Regions from separate parts of the Sus scrofa genome. Here region 1 is linked to region 2. A link is a contact called in public HiChIP or PLAC-seq data. All regions are on one chromosome and are shown on one strand. The core of a region is the stretch at or near the end of the contact, and the rest is flanking DNA. Distances in the headings are between cores, read along the strand shown. Region 1 overlaps ENOX1 (ecto-NOX disulfide-thiol exchanger 1). Region 2 overlaps ENOX1 (ecto-NOX disulfide-thiol exchanger 1).

The links. HiChIP or PLAC-seq counts read pairs in DNA pulled down with a chosen protein or histone mark.
Region 1: a contact with region 2 is called in an H3K27ac HiChIP or PLAC-seq map of skeletal muscle. The contact joins two enhancer-like sites. A contact is called at or near these places in 1 of 47 Hi-C or Micro-C datasets (skeletal muscle) and 1 of 2 datasets of contacts at active chromatin or transcription factors (skeletal muscle).

Annotation. Positions count from the first base shown.
Region 1 is chr11:23,761,307-23,767,680 of Sscrofa11.1, reverse strand. All of the region lies in intron 11 of ENOX1 (ecto-NOX disulfide-thiol exchanger 1), which reads right to left. Among named protein-coding and RNA genes, the nearest start is that of DNAJC15, 320 kb to the left of the region's middle. Within about 2 kb of position 4,835, at least 7 of the 83 cell types and tissues checked have an H3K27ac peak or open chromatin away from gene starts, as enhancers often do. A contact at or near this core is called in skeletal muscle, where this site is marked.
Region 2 is chr11:23,621,091-23,626,752 of Sscrofa11.1, reverse strand. The region is part of intron 3 of ENOX1 (ecto-NOX disulfide-thiol exchanger 1); the gene reads right to left. Among named protein-coding and RNA genes, the nearest start is that of ENOX1, 390 kb to the right of the region's middle. Within about 2 kb of position 1,937, at least 1 of the 83 cell types and tissues checked has an H3K27ac peak or open chromatin away from gene starts, as enhancers often do. A contact at or near this core is called in skeletal muscle, where this site is marked.

The DNA of each region.
Region 1 (6,374 bases), core at 3,586-6,085, 140 kb before region 2:
CCCCGGGCATATGAGCAAACATGGGATGAGATGGGGAATCAGAGAACTAATACTGTAGCTCGGATCACTCCTGATCAATCATCGTGTCTGTGCTTGTGTTTGGAGAAAATCATTTTATTTTTCTTCTTGCCTTTCTGGAGAGTCGGGGAAGGGAAGACGTGGGGCAATGACAGCGTGCACGGTTTTACCAAGGAAGCCAGGACACAGCACGGCTGCTTCCCAGGGCCCTTCACCTCTCAAAGCATTTCTTCTTCTTGCCCAAAGCCATCGAGCAGATTGGTTTGGAGGAAATAAATATCACTCAACTAGAAAAGCGACTGTGCCTGCGTCCTGAATATTTCTAAAAGCTGGCGTTTCTGCTGGCATGGGCTGGAAAACACTTTGCTGGATGCCCTGCCTGGGCTGAAGCCTATCGCTCTCTCGTCAGGAGCAAATACAGAAAGTTGTGGGAAGGCTCAGCTGAAGCCCCAGCCAGCCTCGTCTGGATTAACATTTTAAGGTCATAAATGTCTCCAGGGTACCTTTGCCTCCAAAGGGCACATGGTTCCATGCACAGAGCAGGCACTCAAAAGCCTGGGTTAATTTCGCTGACTCTCTCGATGCCACTGAAGGCATCTGAAGGATCTCTGGAGCTATTCCCCTGTCACATTGGAAGGTGGGGGGGGGCATTCAAAGGTCATTAGCCTGGAAAGAAGGAAGCTAGAACTGAGTTCTGGACCTTCCACCTACTATCGTGAGCAAATACCATGACTTCTCAACATGGGAGAACACATTCCTATTGGTGAAAAAAAAAAGGAGGAGGTTACACAAGATGATTCCGAAGGGTCTCTTCTACATCTAAAAAGACTTCTTGGTGCCAATCTCCTAAGAACTCATGTCCGCCCACATTAGAACTTGAATTATCCTTGGATCCTTAATTTAATAGTTAGGCAAATATGATCATATTTGGAAGACGAAGTGGTCTAGAAAGATATTATGGAGAATGAAATGCGGTTAATTCCCTAATTGGAAGCAAAAGAAAGCAATTCAATAAACGTCCAGCATCTGATACTCGTTACTATTCTTGAAGACTTTTGACGTTCCTGAAGGATTGGAAATGGCTGGGTAGTTTTCTGCCCTCAATCTAAATTTTAACACAGATTCTCCTGGGTAATTTTTCAATTACTCTGTACTGTATTTTAACTATTTAAATAATACATTTACAGACTGTAGAAATTTCTGAGAGGCACAAAGAAGAAAAAAATCACCCATAATCACACCATCTATAAACAATTACTCTGAATATTCTGACCTATCGCTTACAGATTTTCCCAAACATACACATTGTGAATACACCACACACACAAACACACAACTGGATTCATCTGTATGTTGATTTGTAACTGCTTTTTAAAAATCCCTTACCAGAGTTCCCGTTGTGGCTCAGCGGTAATGGACCCAACCAGTATCCATGAGGACACGTGTTCGATCCCTGGCCTCGCTCAGTGGATTAAGGGTCCAGTGTTGCCATGAGCTGTGGTGTAGGTCACAGACCTGGCTTGGATCTGGCCGGCAGCTGTAGCTCCGATTCGACCCCTAGCCTGGGAACTTCCATATGGCTCAGGGGCTCCCTAAAAAGACACACACACACACACACATAAATAAAAATCCCCTAGGGGAGTTCCCGTCGTGGCGCAGTGTTAACAAATCCGACTAGGAACCATGAGGTTGCGGATTCGGTCCCTGCCCTTGCTCAGTGGGTTAACGATCCGGCATTGCCGTGAGCTGTGGTGTAGGTTGCAGACGTGGCTCCGATCCTGCGTTGCTGTGGCTGTGGCGTAGGCTGGTGGCTACAGCTCCAATTTGACCCCTAGCCTGGGAACCTCCATATGCCACAGGAGCGGCCCAAAGAAATAGCAAAAAGACAAAAAAAAAAAAAAAAATCCCCTAGAAATACATAGAGAACTTTCTCTCATGCCATTATACAGTCTTCTAAACCACATTTTTTTTCAAGGCTGCTTATGCAACTATGATGAATTGACCACTGCCCTGGTGTTAGATACGTATGTGTTGATGTGGTAATGCTGACAACTGCAAATCTGGGTACTGCATCAAAGACCAGTGATCCACGTGCCCCCAGTGGGATGCAGGGGTCTCTGGGACACAGAGGCTCTGGAAGTTACGGTGGGCTCATTAAAGAACCCGCAACAACACCTTGCGTGAAACACCATGATCAATCGACTCTGTTCTGCAATTTCTGCTCCAGAAGTATTTCTCCCTACCTGTCTGCCAAGTGATAAGGAGCCTCAAATCAAATGTTCCTTCTCTACGCCCTTCCCAGAAGGTGTCCCACACTGTTCTAAAGCTGGGGAAAAGGGCTGTCGAGTGCTTAGTCCCTGTTTGGTATCAAGGACATGCATCCTAGTAAAAGAAAAGCGTCTCTAATCCATTTAGACATAGGAAAAGTCCAGTTTATATATTATATATATACATATACGTATATATATACATATACATGTATATATATATATATAGATCTCTATATATATTTTTTTGCTTTTTAGGGCTGCACCTGCTGCATACTGAAGTTCCCAGGTTAGGGGTTGAATTGGAGCTGTAGCCGCCAGCCTCCACCACAGCCACAGCAACGCTGGATCCAAGCTGTGTCTGTGACCTACACCACAGCTCATGGCAACACCGGATCCTTAACTCACTGAGCAAGGGCTAGGGATTGAACCCGCATCCTCATGGGTACGAGTCTGGTTCATTCCTGCTGAGCCATGATGGGAACTCCTAAAATAATTTTTAAATTGCCATAAACGTCAATGTCTTGGGCTTCTAGCCACAAGCATCATAAATGACAGGTGGAATTTTGAAGAAGGGGGAGGAAGTAATTACCGCTCTTCTGTTCACTTCCTTTTTCCATGAGTTAGGTGGCCCTTAACTGCGGATGGCCAACTGGAATCCTACAGGAGGTCTGTCCTTACGTTCTCTATTCCCCCAGCAGCCCTAGCATCTTCGGGTCTCTGAGGAATGAAGCTGACGGGCAACCGTGTTAGGAGTCGAGGTATTGTAACTTTATGTCGCCAACTGGGTCTTGATGAACAGTGCAGTATAAACATCACAGGAGAATTAGGACACTGATGTTCATAAACACTACATCAGAGCTAAGGAGGTGGTCACAGCACATGTTTTAATACGGCCTGGTATTGATTCTTTCGGCCCATGTCCCACCGGACCAGTGTTACAGTCACACTTTAAGATTTTTAGATGGAGAGGGATGGAAGAAAAATCAATAGACGCTATCTTTTCACTACCAACCAGCTACATATCAATAGTTCTCTGCCACACTCACGTTGAAGGGAACCAAAAGATGTTTTGGGGAGGGCTGGCTCGGTTTTCAGGCTTTAATAACCTCAGGTATCCACTCCAGCCACCTCAAAGATCATAGCTTCCAAGTCCGAAAGGGTCCTAGGACTAAGTCCAGGATTCAGAAAACATACATCCGCATTTGCTCTATAATGTCTATACCGTCACCATGGAAAACAAAGCTTTAAAAAACCTCACCTGTTAAACAAAAACGTCTGATGATGGAACACAGAAACGTGTAGAATTGTTTCTGAGCTTTAAAAATATATACAAAAATATATATAAAAATATATACAAAAATATATACAATATATACAGTTAGGCTGTGCAGAAGAAAAAGGATTAGAAACTCAAGAGTCCTTTGGAGTGTTATTACTAACCCAGTTTTATATTTTATTATTCTTTTTTTTTTTTTTTGTCTTTTTGCCATTTCTTGGGCCGCTCCTGCGGCATATGGAGGTTCCCGGGCTAGAGGTCGAATCGGAGCTGTAGCTGCCAGCCTACGCCAGAGCCACTGCAACGCAGGATCCGAGCCGCGTCTGTGACCTACACCACAGCTCACGGCAACGCCGGAACCTTGACCCACTGAGCAAGGGCAGGGATCGAACCCGAACCTCATGGTTCCTAGTCGGATTCGTTAACCACTGCGCCACGACGGGAACTCCTCCTATTTTATTATTCTTAATCACTGAATTTTCCAAAATGGACAGACAGGAAGTTTACATATGAAAAACATTTCATTTTGAAAGTGTGACCTGCCACTGTACAATGAGCTGATCCACTGAAAGCATATTTTATAAGCACCAACTAGACTCACAGGTAAGCATGACAGATTACGAGGTCAATGCCGAAAAGGATAATCCTTACTCTGGAACCAAACATTCCTACCCACTACTTACAAAATAATGGGAAAAATTAGGAATAGATGCCGCTAAGGAATTCTTTCGTTCATTTTGCAAAGAAAAAAAAAAAAAAGTTACAAACTTACTCAGGTTGTGTCATCTAAACTCCCTCGAAAACATTCTGATTTTTTCCAGAAGTTGAGCAAACCACACTTAAATTCCAACAACACTGTGTTAATTTTGCTCAAATGCAAGCTGAAAACATATTTTAACATCCTGTCAGAATGAGATACTAAGAGTGTCGATAAAATGACACTAAAATAAATGTAAATTTAGATTGCTGTTACAAGTGGCTGCCTGGCTCTGGGAAGATGTTACGTTGCTATAGTATTTTCCATAGCAACTCTGCATCTTATTACATAAATATTCCCCCCATGTCCTTAGAGCCTGCTAAGAAAACAGGATTAAATCTACTCCCCTACGTAATGATCCTGCATCAAACCTTATCAGCATGAAATGCCCAGGAAACATAATACACTGTCATCTAGAGCACGGTGCTCCTGGCAATGGAAAGGCAGCAGGGCGGCGTGGGCTGTGCACAGGCGGCCGGGCTGTGACGTGGTGCTGCCCATGGGCCATTTGTCTATGCCCCTCCCAGGTCAAGGTCTCCGCACTTCTCCCTTTCTGAACATTGGCTGTTAAGCTCCTCACTCTTCTCCTCCACCTGCCAACTGCCCGTCAGCCCAAGAGCCGGTCACCACGTTCCAGGGGCTCATGTCCCCAGGCAAGAAGCCAGGGCTGAACAGAGCCTGAGTCAGCTCTGCAAACGCGACCGTCAGCACATGGAACCTGTTCAGAGAACCCACCCGGCTCCAAGGCACCTAGCTGGAGCGTGAAATACTGCAGACCCTCGGCCACGGCTCACCTGGGTTTCTTGGAGGTACAGAGCAGCTGAGTGGTTAGAGTATTAGGGGGGAAAAAAAATCCGTGGTCTCCGAGACACCATGCAATTTCAGCAACACAAATCGATTTGACACAAAACACATGATTACGGAAATTTTGTGCAAATGGGAGAGCGTGTCAGGAACATGGCATTGTCTCGTGCTATGGGGAAATAAGATTATAAGGGGGCTCAGCTTCAAGACAGTTTAGGCTCCAAATGTGAATTTACACAACAGATAAACAAGGTCTGGTGGGGCCGGAGTGCTGCGGATCCAAAGTAGTCCTGTGCCACCGGATGGGTTTAGTAGCATCTGCTCTTACATTTCAAAGGTCAAGAAATCATTTCTACACTTGCCAGAAACATATCCATTACGGAATGGCAATTGTCACTGCCCACGAATTCAGAAAACTGAAAAATCTACCCCCAACAAACATTTATTTGATTTTTTTTTTGGCAAGATTAGCAAGATTAAAAAAAAAAAAAGGCAGAAACGGAGAAAAAGTCTTGGCTCCTTGCAAATGAAACTCTATTTCAAGAGATTAGGAATGAAGCAGGCTACTTGGCCCATGAGAAATTTGATTTCATCATCTTTTAGCCATCTATGATTTTTTTTTAATTTCATTTTTTTTTTTAATCTTTTTAGGGCTGTACCCGCAGCATATGGAGGTTCCCAGGCTGGAGGTCAAATCGGAGCTGCCACAGCCAATGCCAGATCCGAGCCGCATCTGTGAGCTAATGCTGGATCCTTAGGCCACTGAGTGAGGCCAGGGATTGAACCTGTCTTCATGGAATCTAGTCGGATTCTTAACCCGCTGAGCCACCATGGGAACTCCAAGCCATCTACGTTTTAATGGATCACATTTCCTTGGTGGCACTGGGTTTCCCCAGAGACATTCTGTTGTGGTTGGAAATAAAACACTCGTCTTTAACTCGGTTGGTGGCTGGTGGGCACATGCTGCTGTTGTGCTTCTCTCTTAGATTGTTGTTAGCATGAAGACAGAAGGTCTAAAAATGGCTTGTCCTTCTCACCGCTGATATTCTTGCCTTGGGGATCTGCTGGGCAGGGTGCACTGTCACTGGTGTGGGGCTTCCGATGGCCCCATCTCACTTTCCACATCTATGCCCAGTTCCGAGTGACTCCAGAAGAAGCCTGCTTAGGTCATGTTCACTGTTTCCAAAACAGAAGCTTCTACCAGCTGTGAGTGATACAGCCCCGCTGGGTGGCCCCGGGCAGTTGGCTA
Region 2 (5,662 bases), core at 688-3,187:
GAAAAGAGATTATTTTTATTTCTAGGGTGCCAGGGAAGCACCACGGAGAAGAAAAATATGGGCTGGGTTGTGAAGGATAAAAAAATAACTCAATAGCAAGAATTAAAAGAAAAAAAAAAGATTTACATCTTTTAGTGGCCGAAACAAACAAACAAAACACCAAACAACAACAACAAAGAAACCACAAAAACAAAAACCAAATGAACTAAAAACCTCAAAAGCGAAGTTCCCATTATGGCTCAGTGGAAATGAACTTGACTTGTAACCATGAGGATGTGGGTTTGATCCCTAGCCTTGTTCAGTGGGTTTAGGATCCAGTGTTGTTGTAGTGTAGGTCACAGATGCAGCTCTGATCTGGTGTGGCTGTGGCTGTGGCAGGCAGCTGCAGCTCTATTTGATCCCTAGCCTGAGAACTTCCTTCCATATGCCATGGGTATGGCCCTAAAAAGCAAAACAAACAAACGGACAAACCCTCAATAGGAAGAGAGAAGGAAAGCAGGCAAGCACTTCAGGAAGGGCATGATGAATCCTGAAATCCAGAGGGGGAGAGGCCACTGCAAGGACAGTGCTGCCTCCCTCTTTATTATTTTACAGTTAAGTAAAGTTATTCAGATGATATTGAGCTCTGTATCTACATAATGACAGGGGTAGTTTTTATTCTCTAAAATGTTGCTTCGAAGAGTATGTCAGGGGATATAAATGCATGCTTCTTAAGTAAAACGTTTTCGTACATAAAGATGCTAGTTTATCAACTGGGGAAAACTGAAGTGAGTTTGCTTTTTTTTTTTTAATAAAAGACTGAAAAGATTAGGGAAGTCTTGACAATATAAACATGTATTTACTCACCAACTCATGCAATACTAAAACTAGAGTTTTACAGCTCAAAAGCATAAAAGAGATCATTTTAGTAGAAAGAAAATAATGTACATTTGTACAGCAGAGTAATCTCAGAATTCATTAACTCAGAGACCAAAAAAATACACAAGATACCATAGATTTTAAGAGAGTTTTAAATAAAGTCATGACAAGGAGAATTACAGTGGTTTAATTAAACTAAGTTAGGAATGGCAGGAGTCTGATCCCAAACTTTGAGGGAAGGGAAGAACTATATAATAGCCTTAACACTGATTAGCTCAAAAAAAAAAAAAAAAAAAAAGTCAATAACAACATGAAGATGCCTGGACACTGGGAATAAAGTTACCATACCAGCCTGGAGTTTGTAACAGCCAGGACAAAGAACATTAATTCTAATCAGACCCACATCATTGACTTGGGGGAAAAAATTATAACATCGGCAAAAAGATAACTATGATATGAACACAGAGCCATCAGCTTCACTATAAAAGATGTATGGAAAAATAAAAATTTGACCCTATAACTACATAGTCATAATCGCAGTGAAAGAAAAAAAAATTCACCATGTCTTTAGAAGAACTTCTCTGGTGAATTCTGATTCTACAAGGATGAAAAATAATGGAAATAATGACACAAAGTCAAGGCAACCACAAAGGTGTTGGAGGAATTCTAAGGAGCACACTGGAGAGGCCTAAATCCAGAAGGACTGGGATTGTATATTTTGAAAAAATTCCAAAGGTTGTAACTGGAATATGTTTTAAAATATCTGAAGTGGGGGGACAAGGAAAAATGGAAATGTTTAGGTGAGAAGGTCATTAACCATAAACAACAAAGACTACAGAAGTGTTCAATTCTCCTGTTGTAAGTTTCCCTCTGCAAGCAAAATAATGCATACATGCAACCAAATAATCCAGAAATTGGGAAGGTATGATGGATAACACAAGCATGGGATGTCAGCCTGAGGTGGTGGGAATGGGAGAGGAAAGACATCAGGGTGAGCATCAGATATTCTCGGAACAAGAAGGAAGTGTGTGACTCGATCTGGGGAGGAGGGTAGCCAAGATGGCAGAGCAGGAAGACTCTGAGCTCATCTCTTCTCATGGGCACACCACAGCATCAACTATTTATAGAGCAATTATGGATGAGAAAGACCAGAAGACTGACAGAAGATCATTTACAATGCAAGATATAAAGAAGGAACCATAAGACATGCAGGGGAACAGAAATGCAGCACAGTCAAGACTTGCATCCCCCAGTGGGCTACCCACAAACTGGAGAATAACTACAACTGCAGAGGTTTACCCAAGAGGCAAGGGTCTGAGCCCTACAGTGGGTTCTCCAGCCCAGGGACCTTGTACCTGGAAGCAAGCTCCCAGAATGTTTGGTTTACTTCTGGGAGAGCCAGAGGTCCGTGGGAAATAGAGAATCCACTCTAAAAGAAGTGTACACAAAACCTCACAAGCTCCAGGACCCAGGGCAGAAGAAGTAATTAGACAGGAGCCTGGGTCAGACCCACCTGCTGATCTTAGAGAGCCTCCCATAGAAGCAGAAGCCACTGGAGCTGCTATGACAGCCATTTTTGGGAGCTTGTTCTACCACAAGGACACTAGTGATGGCAAGGGCCATTTTGGAATCCTCCTTCTAGTTTATTAGCCCCAGGACCCAGCCCTGCCTCTGCCTAAGAGCCTCTGGCAACAATACTGGGATATCTCAGGACAAGCAGAAGGTAGTATGGGACACATCACCACTCTCCAGAAGACAGGCTGCCTAAAGACCCCCTGAACCCAAAGCTCCCCAGAACCCAACCCTATCTGCCAGAGGGCTCAGAACCTGGCCCTGCCTATCAGTGCACTGGCTCAGGAACACTAGGGTACTGCAGCCAAAGACCCTGAGAGCTGCTCCACCCACCAATGGGCCAGAAACAGTGCAGGCATAAGCCCCAGGAATCCCTCACCAGCAGACCAACACCAATTTTGGAACACCTCAGACTCTTCAACCATTTGTGTTAGAAACTGAGCCCAGGCATCAGCCTGTAGATATTAGATCTAGGACCCTTTGTCTCAGAGCCACTTACCCCAGAATCTGGCTCTGCCCACTAGCAGCCTCCACACAAGTCAGGGCTTGACAACCAATAGCCAGCCTACCAGACTGCCCACAATTGTCAGCCTACCACAACAGAACGGCCAATGAAGCCCACATAGGAGCACCCCGAAAGCATATCTATAGCTGTGGTCAACAGTGGGAATGGCAATGACAGGACACATAGGACCTCTCCTACAAAAGGCCACTTCCCTAAGATCGTGAAACAGAACCAATCTACCAAACATGTGGAAATAAACCAGTAAACGAGGTAAAATGAGGTGACAGAGGAATATATTTGAAACAAAAGAACACGATAAAACCCCAGAAAAACTAAATCAAGTGGATATAAGCAAATTAACCAATAAAGCGTTCAAGGTAATAACTATAAAGACGTTCAAAGATGTTCAGGAGGGGACTGGATGGACAGAGTGAGAAATTAAAAGCTTTTATCAGGAGTGAAAAATATAAAGGAGAATCAAACAGAGATGAAGAATACACTAACTGAAATGAAAAATACACTAGAAGGAATCAACAGTAGTTGGCCAGATATAGAGAATGGATTGGGAAGTCGGGAGACAGACTGCTGGAAATCACTGATGCCAAATAGAAAAAAAGAAAAAAAAAAGTCTGGTTTAAGGGGCTTCTTGGACAACACAAAGCATACTAACATTCACATTATAGGGGTCCCAGAAGGAGAAGAGAGAGAGGGGATATAGTTGAAGGCTTAAGATCTAAAAAGTTTCCTAGCCTGGGAATCCAGGTCCAGGAAGCATGGAGAGTCCCAAACAGTATCAACCCCAAAAGGACCAAGACACATTGTAACTAAAATGGCAAAAATTAAAGATAAAGAGAGAATATTAAAGTAGCAAGGGGAAAGCAACAAATTATATACAAGGTATTGCATAATGCTATGAGTTGACCTTTTAGCAGAAACCCTGCAGGAGTTGCATGACATATTTAAAGCAATGAAAGGGAAAAAACTACAACCAAAAATACTCTACCTGCAAGGCTTTTATTCAGATCTGAGGGAGAGATCAATAGTTTTAGAGACAAGATCTTATAATGGCTTATAATGGAAAAGATTCTGAAAAAGAATAGATATACACATATGACTGAATCACTTTGCTGTACACCTGAAACTGACATAGTGTTGTGGATCAACTAGACTTCAATTAAAAAATTGCAGGTAAGTAACAGCTAAAAGAGGTCAGTACCACCAAACCAGCATTAAAGAAATGTTAAAGGGACTTCTCTAAGTGAAAGAAAAGGCCACAACTAGAAATATTAAAATTACAAAAGGAAAAATCTCATTGGTAAAGGCAAATGGTAAAAGTAATAAAACCACACATAAAGCTGGTAGAAGGGATGAAAGACAAAAGTAGTAAAATCACCTACATCTTTAATCGGTAGTTAAAGAATACACAATAAAATATGTAAAAAACAGTGAAGAAGCAGGGAGTAAAAATGCAGGATTGTTAAAATGCATTTGAACTTAAGAAATGAGCAGCTCAATCCTGCAACCAGTGTGACATGATACTAGGTTAAATGCTACCCACTTTACTTTCTTGCAAATCTGAGTATGTAGCGAGTCTATCAGGATTAGATCGTTTGACCTGGAGAATTAGTGCAACTTTGAAACTGTCCATAATGACCACTGGAATTTCAAAGTTGGTGTCAGTTTTCAAAGGACGACTTACTAGCTTTGTGACTAGGAGAAAAAGAAAAGATGATAGGAATCTTCCTATAGCAGAAGGAGAGCAGACATAGAAGATGGACTAGATTAGTGAAGGGATACACCAAAGAATGGAATTAGGACCGATGGGAGGGGATACAGCAAGCCAGCTTCAGGCTCATTCATTCTTTTCCCATTCAGTGTATTTTTAGTTAACTTCCACTGTGTACAGCACCATTTTAGGTCCTAGGCAAACAAAAACTCCTTCCCAGAAGGCTGGCCCACAGAAACAGCTTAGTGCATAGGTATACGTGTACCCAACTGGGTACATTAATTAAAACACAGGTTGATGTAAAAAACAGAGAGGAAGATGCAATCAACTCTCCCATTGGAAGAGATTTTAGATTTTCTTGAAGGATGAATAAAGGTGAAAACTGGAGGAATATTAAAAATGAATGAAACGTGTTTTGAAAGAAAGAAAGAAACAAAAAACCCCAGGAGTTCCATTGCGGCTCAGTGGGTTAAGAACCTGAATGGTATCCATGAGGATGTAGGTTTGATCCCTGGCCGCGTTCAATGGGCTAAGGACCCAGCACTGCCACAAGCTATGGTGTAGGCCAAAGATGCAGCTTGGATCTGGTGCTGCCATGGCTGTGGTATAGGCTGGCAGCTGCAGCTCTGATTCGACCCCTAGCCTGGAAACTTCCGTATGCTGTAGGTGCAACTGCAAAAAACAGAACAACAATGGAAAACAAAATGAAAGTGTTTCAAGCATTGACAACACTAAACAAAGACACCGAGGTGGAAAGTGCATGGCATAGTACGGAAATGAGTGTTTTTGTCTGCCTGGTGCTTATGGGGCAAGTGGTGAAATGGTGGGGAATGATGCTGAAAAGATACATCACTAATTATTAGAGAAATGCAAATCAAAACTACAAGGAGACACCATCTCACACCAGTCAGAATGGCCATCATTAACAAGTCAGCAAACAACAAATGCTGAAGAGGGCGTAGAAAAAAAGGAAATCTCCTTCACTGTTGGTGGGAATGTCA